Linked DNA regions of Mus musculus: region 2 is linked to region 1. A link is a contact called in public Hi-C data. All regions are on one chromosome and are shown on one strand. Each heading gives the region's core, a stretch centred on a gene start, on an enhancer-like site or on the middle of the called end of the contact. The rest is flanking DNA. Distances are from core to core; before and after follow the strand shown.

Region 1 (5,462 bases), core at 1,490-3,989:
ACACTGTTTTTGTTTGAGAAACAGAAAGCCATGTACTGAAGAAGATTAGCACAAATATTGACTTGTTTTAGATATATAAGATGAATTAAAACTCCCTATGTGACTCCTAGAAGTATAGCAAAATTGCAGAAGAATCAATTAATTACCTTTTCTGCTCAAAACATTCAAAAGTAGTTTCCAAAGCTGTTCGTAAGTGGTCAATAAGAAATGATACACAATTTGCTTTGTGCAAGTTACACAATGAGAGAGGTGTGTTTCAGTTCCCCTTGGAAGAGTAAAGTAGAAGGAACATCCATTGTAATTGTTTCTAATTTTTCATAGGCCCTAACTAATAAAGACAGCCCATTTATTACCTCTTATGCCTGGATTAATGATTCCTACTTGGCGCTGGGAATCCTGGGATTTTTTCTGTTCCTTCTGTTGGGAATCACTTCCTTGCCATCAGTAAGCAACATGGTCAACTGGAGAGAGTTCCGGTTTGTTCAGGTAAGTGCATCAGATTTAAACATCTTGGTATTTCAAAAGGAATATAGCTTTTTACAAATGTTCCAGTTTTACTCTCATATCATGCCTACGTTTTCCACTTGGCTCCTGTACTTCCCTAGTCACATCATTAGCAGTTCGCTCAGAAAAATGAACTCAGACACTGACAGGCAGACTCGATAAGGGTATGAGTTCCTGCTTGGGACAGCTTGCCAAGATGCCTGAATATACCCAGAGCCACCACTGAGACCACAGAGTGAAGGGCACCAAGAAGCTATTAACTATGTGTGGAGTCACCAGGTAGAAAGGTGAAAAGGACCCAAAGACAAAATTCAGTCTCACAATCTGGACATATTGATAAGAAAAGGGAGTTTTACCATAAAGCTTAAAACTTCAACGAAAATTTGATAAGTATCATCACCCTAGACTTATTCCTGGCCTGTGTGAGGGAAATTCAATTTGTCCATGTATTAACCACCAGACACCTCATTAAAGGTGGTACCTGTTCCAGGAGACCAGTGGTCCTCACCGCGTCTATCGCATGCAGAGAAGCAGCAAAAGCATCACCCAGGGAACTTGTTAGGCCACAAAGCTCCAGGCCCCACCCAACTCAGGCAATGAGAGGCTCTGAAGCCCAGAAATTTGTTTTAACAAGCCCTCCAGATAATTCCCATGCATGTTCCTTGTGCAACAGTATAATAAAACAGACCATTAGTAATTGACATTAGATTTGGTTATCAAATCCAGCTGTTTCTCTGAGAGGCCAAATGTAGACAAATTCAAGGAATTAAGACAGAGAGGAAAACTGAGCTTCAGAATTCAGGGTCTCCACAAGCACAGCTTAGCAATACTGTGATGGAAATGGGATAGCCTCTGTGATGGAAATGGGCTAGCCTCTGGCCTTGAACCAGTACTGTGATGGAAATGGGCTAGCCTCTGACCTTGACCCAGTACTGTGATGGAAATGGGCTAGCCTCTGGCCTTGAACCAGTACTGTGATGGAAATGGGCTAGCCTCTGGCCTTGAACCAGTACTGTGATGGAAATGGACTAGCCTCTGGCCTTGAACCAGTACTGTGATGGAAATGGGCTAGCCTCTGACCTTGACCCAGTACTGTGATGGAAATGGGCTAGCCTCTGGCCTTGAACCAGTACTGTGATGGAAATGGGCTAGCCTCTGGCCTTGAACCAGTACTGTGATGGAAATGGACTAGCCTCTGGCCTTGAACCAGTACTGTGATGGAAATGGGCTAGCCTCTGACCTTGACCCAGTACTGTGATGGAAATGGGCTAGCCTCTGTGATAGAAATGGGCTAGCCTCTGGCCTTGAACCAGTAACAGGAGAGAATGCAGATCTTGTAGAAGTCATTAGGTCCTGAACACCTGATAAGATGACCCACAACAGGAGTTCCCTCTGTGGACAGAAATGGTGCATTCATGTCTCCTAACCTAAAGAGTTTATTCCTAGGATGCTTTTCTTTGTCAAGTCAGGTTAATATAAAACTTGGATGTCATCAATAAACAAGTCTTTTTATAGTTTTAATGAAATATTTTATCATCCTGAAGAAAGATTATAATTTTTTTCTAAACCTAGCAATGTTCTAACTATCATAACAGCTTCATGAATTTGTGGTTGTGGACAAGTACGTTTCATTGGCATGCAGTATTTCACTGTAAGTTGTGAATGATGTTGACTTCTATTTTTCGTTTGTTTGTTTGTTTATAGTCCAAACTGGGTTATCTGACCCTGGTCTTGTGCACAGCCCACACTTTGGTGTATGGCGGAAAGAGATTCCTCAGCCCTTCGATTCTAAGGTGGAGCCTCCCTTCGGCTTATATTTTGGCACTCGTCATCCCCTGCGCAGTGCTGGTGCTGAAGTGCATCCTCATCATGCCATGCATAGACAAGACCCTCACTCGCATCCGCCAGGGCTGGGAAAGAAACTCAAAGTACACACAATCAGCACTGAACGGAAAATCGGATATTTAAGCTACAGTTGAATTTGCCAGGATTTGTGTACTATTGCAGTAAATGTTTAGAGCATAATGTGTCCAGTTATAAGAAAGCATTTTCTCTTGTCATGGCCCTAACTTTATCATCACAGTAGGAAGTGTTGCCTCACTTTGAAAGACCAGAATAGCAAGGGAACCCTCGCTGCCTCAGTCACGTGATGACTCATTGTGGGCCTCCCTCACTTCCTTTCCCAGAAACCCCAGGGATGCCACTGTGATTAGATTTACAGTTCCACACAGCGAAGCTTCTTGATTATGGGCAAGTTGAATGACGCAATGTTTTGTAGAGTTCTGGAAGAGTGTGTGCAACTTCCTTCCCTAATTCAAGGGCTGATGTAAGTGAAAAAGCAGCACTCGGCATACTACAGGTTTTGCTTGGCATGCCTGGAGAAAAGCCCCAAATGAAATAGACAGAAAGAGGGTTAGTTTGTTTCCTGGAAGAAGTGGTGATCATAACTATTGTCATACTGATCTGGGGGTATTTGGGGTTTAGCTGTAGTGCTGAGCTCAAACCTAAGGCCTTATGCATGTTAGGTAAATGATATGTTACTGAGCCACACACACGCCAGCCGTGCCATAGTGAGTATGTAGTCATATGTACCCCCTTGATTTCTTGCTTTTACCAATATGGATTCTTACTATGGGGAAATATTTTATACTGCAACAAAATTGGTTTGAAGTAGCTGTTCCTTGGATATATGGAAAGCTATGTAATTGTCCCAAGATTCTTCCTCCACAAAGGACGGCTTGAGGGGAGATGGGGTAAGAGTTGAGCAGCGATCCTAAGTTGAGGGAAGATGGGGAAAGAGTGGAAGATCCATTGGGTTTTTCAAGTGCCGCAGGCAGACACAGGCTGATAATAGCCTTGTACAAAAATGTCAGATAAGCCAGAATTTTAGCTAGTAAGCTACGCAAATACTAATACAGTTTCACTATGCTGTTTGGGATCATTTAGGAGTGGTGGTGTGCTTTCTTCATTATACATTTCAAATACTGTTCAGTATTAAGCATCTGTGAAATTAACTTCTAGTACAAACATGTAGCTTCCATAATCTGTCTTTGTTATCAATGTAAGTGGTGCAGTTAGAAGGAATCATCTGAACTCGTCGGAGCGAGGAAAGGATAGCTGAGAGAACTGTGGAGTGCTAGGGTGTAGGCGAGCAGCAGTGGACCATGGGTCGGATGCAGCCAGCTCTGGCTTCCTGTGTGGACAGTGCCTTTCCCAAGGTGACCTTCAGCAGGCTGAGAATCCTTAGCTCTAGCCTGGAGCTAAAAGGAGATCTTTGCACAATCTTCCCGCGTGTCACTGAAATAAAGAAAAGGCATTGAGTTTGACATTTTTCTGATTAATCTACAAAGACTGTTTATTTTTCATTTTTCTAGCTTTTATATCGTATATTGTACATGATATCATACATTGCTCACAATCCAGGGTTTTTTATATAAAGCTCTTATATAACACAGACATTTCTTTTACTATTGCCCTAATAAAACATATAGAGTATATTCAGTTTTTACTAAGAGGACAATTGAGGTAATGTCTTTGTACTAACAAAATATTTCTGTATTTTCAATTATTTCCTTGGAATATTTTCCAAGAGTTAGTATAAAATTAAAGAATATTTGATAACATTTGCTGTGGTGCCAGTTTTTAATATGACTTTCTCAATTCCCTTGATATACCATTTCAGATTTGGGATTTTGCTTCAATTGTAATTTTCTATAAATAGCTATAAAGATCTAAAGAATACACTTCTGTAAGTTACCTTTGATGAAGCCATGCAAGAATTCCGAGAACAAAAAAACTCTGAGCAGAACAAGGGTATTGGGATGAGTGGGGTAGACCCTGGAATACCAGTAAAGTTGGGGAAAAAGCATGGCCAGGACCCCATGTCGCACAGAACAACCAAGTATACCGGGCTGATCAGAGTGTTTGCTGATGCAGGCTGAACACCACGAGTTTAGTCAAGGGAGGCATTTGGAGTCAACCATGTTCCCATTTCAGTAAGAGCCAAAAAATAAGAAAATAACATAGAAAATGCCATTTCTAAGTACAGCACAAGAGTGAAAATTCTACTCTACTCTATAATCTAGTGAACACGGTCTAACTTGGTACTTAATACAAGCAGTCATCAAGCCTGAAATCAAAGAAAGATCCAGTGGCGTTGGGCACAACAGTTGCCTGATTTTAGACCAAGACTACTAACACTTCATGAATCACCAGGAAAGAGCTCCGACTCTTCCTTCCCTCTCTCCTTTCTAACACCATCCCCCTGGCTCAAAACTGTGAACAAATCTGACCATGTTAACAGGTAGAGAGTTAGGTCAGGTGGCAACAGGTGTTCTGTGTGACCTGTATATATTTTAACAAAGACAACTGTTCTACACAGAAGTGTTACACTTCGAGGGGTATAGTAGCTGTAGCTGTAATCTCAGCACTTGGGAGGTGAAGGGAGAGCAGGACCTCAAACGTTCAAAGTCGGTTGGAAAGGAAGTACATAGAACCCTTAGAATGAAAGGGAAAGTCTCGGGGAGAAAATAGAAAACTTTTACCTGGAATTATCTTTGAAAGCATATAGGATGGAGAAAAATGAAATTCTCCTTTATCAAGACAGAGTGCTGGACAAAGAAAGACCATGAAAATACAGCCACATAATCTCACCTCAGAAAAGGGAAAACCATGCCAAAACATTTCCTCATTCTTTAGGGGTGGGGGGAATTCAAGGTAACCCTAGCCTACATGTCACCTTATGTAAACATGAACAAAACAGAGAGAGAGAGAGAGAGAGAGAGAGAGAGAGAGAGAGAGAGAGAGAGAGAGAGAGAGAGAGAGAGAGACTAAACTTCTTTCTGCTGGAGTGTTTCCTGTATTCCAGGAAAAAAAATTATCAAATTCATAAACACATATTTTATACTCTTTTTCCATTTGAAGGAATGACAATTTTAGTAAATATGCACTCATTACAT
Region 2 (5,462 bases), core at 1,901-4,400, 76 kb after region 1:
TAGGGAAAAGCATGAGTGTAGCTTAGTGTTTTATAGTCTGTTTTTTATTGTAAAAACTTAGGCCTTCAACTTACATTGAGAGTAAAAGCCTGGTAGGACACCTTGGGAAAGTTACTTGCTACTCAGTTCCCTAATCTCTAAAACACAATTACAAATTCCTCTGATAGTGTAGTGTCATAAGGAAGCGTCTAGCATGACACTTGGCACATGCCAAGAATGTGAGAAGTTGCCTATTTCATTCCCTCTCCACGCCTTCTGTGAAAATAAATACGAAAGCCATGAAAGATGATCACACTTCAGCTTTGCAATGGTGATACTGAATCTTTATCCTTTGCTTAGGTTCCATAATCTTAGTCTGTGAATAACAGGGTTTGTGTCGCATGCATAAACATTGAAAGGATAGCCTGTCATACGACATATGCAAGCCACTCTTGGAGAGTACACAGGGTGGGAGACAGGCAAGCCATGGTCTCACCCTGTTCCTCTCACATGTCTCACTGACCAATGGGCAGATTCCGACGTAGCCATTTTAATCACAGGCTCTTACACTGGGGAGTCACCATTCCTTGGTGTGACTCATCTACCAATACAGTAGACTTTATCCTAAAACCAGCAAAATTGTTTGCTAAGGGCCATACTTCCTGAGTCATAAGCTGGCCGTGGTTCACAAGTTGCTCCCTGAGGGCCACATCTGGCCTGCCTCTTTGGGAGAACATCTGAGAGCTAGGAATGACATCTCTTCCTGTCTTTAAAAGATAGGAGGAATAGAGTTATTCTGACATTCAACAACGATATGAAGTTCAGTGAATGAAGTTGCTCTAGATCACAGTCACACTGTTGACCTGTGTTCTATCCTTAGACACCACCAGGCTATGAGAGCCAAGAAGTTGCTATAGGGAGCATGTGATGGAAAATATTTACTATCTGGACATTTTCTCCCCCATCCCCACCTCCACCCCCACCCCGGGGGCGGAGCTAGAGTACCTAGCACCATAGCCCAGCTCTGAATTCATATCCTCCTTTCTTTGTCTTGTCTCAGCTCTCGTTTCTCAACTGCATAAAACTGCATAACAAAAGCGCCTATCTCACAGGTCTTTGTGAGGACTACACAAATAGGCAAAGTTTATGAAGGTCTGACACTCATTAATTACTGTGTGTGTGTGTGTAATTTATCTTTGTTTTCATCATTAATTTGTTGGCAATCGCTGTAAGGATTTCATTTACAGCCCTCCATTAAAATTCACTTCTTAAGGGAGGAGTAACCAGAGTCTAATGTCTCCTAATGTGACAATTAATGTAGTCGCTTATCCATAAAATGAAGCCTGCATTAGTCACAAATGCTTTATTGGTGACACATATTTTTTGTGATATTTTCAAACTCGAGTCCTGAAAGAGCTTAAATTCAAGTGTGAGTTGAGCCCTGTTCACCTAGCCGATTAAAGTTCCAAACTACAGGACAAAACCTCAGAATGCCTAATCAAAGACCATGGTATTTGAGAACAGTAATTTTATCTCCAGAAGCAGACGTAAAACAGGCTACACCTTTGCTACGTGATCACAAGGACTATTGGAATTGTTTCTCGCTATTTAGAACTTTCTGTTTTGGAGCTTATGTATCCAAAGAGAACTTGGTCACACACTATGGTCAGTCTTGTTCATTAAAGTGTTTCTCAAAATGTTAAAAACAAAACCAAGAGCGGAAGTGCCCTCCTTTCCTTTCTGCTGGGTACCGCTGCCTGCTGTCAAGATGGGCAAGTTCATGAAACCCGGGAAAGTGTTGCTGGTCCTGGCCGGATGCTACTCCGGTCGCAAAGCCGTCATCGTGAAGAACATTGACCATGGCTTCTTGGACCGCCCTTACAGCCATGCCCTGGTGGCTGGAATTGACCGCTATCCCCAAAAAGTGACAGCTGCCATGGGCAAGAAGAAAATCGCCAAGCGATCCAAGATCAAGTCCTTTGTGAAAGTTTATAACTACAACCACCTCATGCCCACAAGGTACTCTGTGGATATCCCCTTGAACAAGACTGTTGTCAACAAGGATGTGTTCAGGGACCCAGCTTTGAAACAAACGCAAGGTCAGGCGGGAGGCCAAGGTCAAGTTTGAGGAGCGATACAAGACAGGGATGAACAAATGGTTTTTCCAGAAGCTTCGCTTTTAGGTATATTTTTGTTTCGTCATTAAAAATAAAAATAAATTAATAATAACAACAACAACAATAATAATAATAACAATAAAGCAGGCAACCGTTGGTGACTCTCATCTGGGGCTGAGGCCATGAGAGGCTACCCTGAGAACCTGGATCTCAAAAGGAAAGAGTAAGAGCAAACAGTCAAAAGCAAACAAACAAAACATCGACCAACCAACACTGTTCAGTCCTTAACAGTCCGGAGCCAGCAAACAATTACCTCTTGTTGCAATTGCACCAAAAAACAAAAAAGAAGCCGTGAAACATCTGAACAACCCACGTGAGTTTCACATCCTTTCCAGGAAGCTTCACCACTGGGGTTGTTTCTATTCGAATCATCCAGAAAATTAAACAATTCACTTTCCTATGAATGACCTGGGTGAGGCTGTCCTGCCTAGAAACTGCCCTCTTCTACCCCACCCCACACACCCACGCCTAGCAATCGCACCTGAGCTACACTCAGCTTAAACGGTTGGCAAAGAAACAGGCCACCCTCAGTCAAAGCTAAAAGCCCACTTGCATGGTTCAGAAGTTTTCATCAGGTTTTCAAAGTTTTTTTTTTCCTATTTTGTAAAGTGTCTCCTTCGCCCACTGGAATTGTTCTCCCCTTCCCTACAGTTGTGCATAGCGTTCTTATCCCGTCCTCTCTACCCAACAACCCGGTGTAAATAGTAAATGTTCTACAAAATAGCACAGTAGGAAGAAGGGGGGAAAAAACCCTCCCCTAGCTGTGCGTGGATGTCGGAATGTGCCACTAGGTCGAGAGGGAGAATGGGTCCTGATATAAACTCGTCTGGGGTCCTGGGTCATCGCCCGAGTGTGGGTCGCAGACGGCGCTGACACAGCACAGAGGCAGCAGGGAACGGGCGGCACTCGGGATGCCGCGGGGCGATCGGGGTGGGTGGCGGCGAGCGGCGGCCCCCGCGGGGCGGCGTGGTGCGCTCCGGGGCGGCTCTGGGCCGGACGGGCGGAGCAGCAGACAGGCAGGGCGGAGGCGCAGTCTGCACCATGGCGTATCCCGGGCACCCTGGCGCGGGCGGAGGGTACTACCCAGGCGGGGTAAGTGCAGCGGACGAGGGCACAGCAGCCTCTGGTCTCCCGAGACTGGAAGGCGCCACGGACGAGCGGGAGGAGGCGTCGCGGGCGGTCCCAGATGCTCCCTGCGAGCTCGCCTGGACCCTGATGTCCAGCCTTGGCTCCATTTTTCTTCCCCATCTCTTCCAAGGGCCTTTCCAGGGCCCACCGGTGGGTGGGCTGCGACCCAGGAAGCCCATTCTGTAACTCGGATATGTGGCGTGAGATAGTGCAAGTTGGTGTTGACTTCCTGCTCTCTCGGAATGTCCCCAAAGCAACAACAGCCATCTTGATCTAGAATGGTTCTGTGGTCACTCCCTTGAAAAGAAAGTGACAGGGAGACCAGAAAGTCTGGAGAAATGAGCTGAAGTCCTAGAGGAAGACCACTTAGGCAGATGTGGGAGGTGTACTGTCAGAGACAGAGGGACCCTCATTTTAGATATAACCGGGCCGGCCATCCCTGTTCTTCCCAAGCCACACCTGTCAGCCCTGTACTAACTCCAGCCTTACTTAGTACTTCAAGTACTTCAAAAACACCGCAAAGGCTGTAAAAACCAACAGGAAAACAGTCCTAAGCCTAGCCACCAGGTTGCTTCCGGTGCACTGACCTCTGTAAGCTGGTTAATAGGGATTTTTAAAGTGGGTCTGCGTTTAGTGGCCATCACTCTCATGAAACTTGTTTTGGACCAAGTCTCCAGCTTTTAGATGTCAGGAGCAGGAGTGGACAAGCCTGGTGGGTCACTGAGCTGAGTCAAGGTGGTGGGGAAGATAGAGACTGTGAAGGTCGCACAGGCGTCAATTGTACAAAAGCCTTGGATGGTTAAGATAAATTCAATTCTCTCTGATGCCTTTACCTTTTTTTTTTTTCTTTTCTTTTTCACAGTATGGTGGGGCTCCCGGAGGGCCTGCGTTCCCTGGACAAACTCAGGATCCGCTATATGGTTACTTTGCTGCTGTGGCTGGACAGGTTAGCCTTTCCTTCAATACTGAAGAATTGTTATGTTCTGTTTGTGTTAGCATTTAGTGCAGTGGCACAAAAACAGTCTTTGCTCTGGAAATGAGTCCCTTTGCCTGAAAGAAGGTAAAAGGAAAGGAAGACTAAAACAGTCTTTATTTTAGATCTGGACAAATTTGGACAGAGTATTGCCTGTATCAATAATAGATCAGTTCAAAGCTTGTGATTGGACTGGGATTAGACTGACCCAAAGGGGGAATATAAATATACTTTGAAGATCTACAAAGTGTATACCTCCTCACTTGTATTGTCAGGATAGAACAAGGGCTGCTTACAGAGAAGAAATTCAAGATCTGAACATAAAACCTCTGCTTGCCTAACCTAAAGACAAATATTAGTAATTAATTATTTTATGGCCCAATTATGATAGTTAGCTACTTTCAGTTGAATTCGATAATTAATCATTTACCCACAAAGGAAGTAGAGAAGAGCTGTAAAGAAGCATCGGCTTCCAAGCACAAGAGTTGCTATCAGTATTCGGAAGGTAGCCTCCACCCAGGGGCAGGTGCTCTCTGGAGCTAGCGCTCCATGTCCTTATTAGGTGATGTGGCCAGATGACCCACGGAGGGAATGCAGGTCAGCTAGTCCCAAGTCCTAAGACCTACTTCCTCCCTCCGAGAGTTATGACCGATGCCTATGGCTATTGTGGGGAAGGACATGTTCCTAGGTTGCAAGGTCACTGTGTGTTTGTAAGTGTTCTGTGGACATAATCCAGATGTGTCCAGAGGGGACCTCCCTTCTTAGTCACCTTAGACTTGTTTTAAACAAGAGCCCAAAAGAAGGAAATGATGATTTGAAAAAACAAGCAAACAAACAAACAAACAAACAAACAGATATGCTCTAGAATATGCTAAGCAAACTTCTACGGCCACCTTGGAAGAAGTGGTACTCTAAGAAACAGAGCTCGGAGAATTTGAATGGAAAATTGAGTCGAAGACTGGGAGACTTTCCTCTCGAGTGTCTACTTAATATGTTATCGATCCGTGTTTTTGAAACCACAAGACATAGCACACCTCAAGACAAGCATTCTTAGATTGCCAGTGTCTTCAGCATGTAAGTGACTCCACCTGCTTGACTTTCAGCAGTGCTGGCCTCTAGTCCACACATTCATCTTCTTGCAAATTATTGATCTTGTTCCTAATTATAACTTAATGAGTCTCACCAACTTGGATTTATATATTTTA

What was found. Hi-C and Micro-C count contacts between places; a contact is called where the count stands out from the background.
Region 2: a Hi-C map of granulocyte-monocyte progenitors shows a contact between it and region 1, with 2.8 times the contacts expected there. The contact joins the promoter of Sri here to the enhancer-like site in region 1. A contact is called at or near these places in 1 of 39 promoter capture datasets (macrophages) and 2 of 484 Hi-C or Micro-C datasets (the C10 cell line and granulocyte-monocyte progenitors).

Annotation. Positions count from the first base shown.
Region 1 is chr5:7,978,087-7,983,548 of GRCm38.p6, forward strand. Steap4 (STEAP family member 4) reads left to right here. Exons shown (of 5, transcript NM_054098.3): 4 at 322-486; 5 at 2,209-4,127. The coding sequence ends at 2,472. Among named protein-coding and RNA genes, the nearest start is that of Steap4, 20 kb to the left of the region's middle. Within about 2 kb of position 2,740, at least 32 of the 459 cell types and tissues checked have an H3K27ac peak or open chromatin away from gene starts, as enhancers often do. A contact at or near this core is called in granulocyte-monocyte progenitors, where this site is marked.
Region 2 is chr5:8,053,392-8,058,853 of GRCm38.p6, forward strand. Sri (sorcin) reads left to right here and starts at 3,151. Exons shown (of 8, transcript NM_001080974.2): 1 at 3,151-3,248; 2 at 4,147-4,230. The coding sequence starts at 3,198. It also overlaps the pseudogene Gm15730.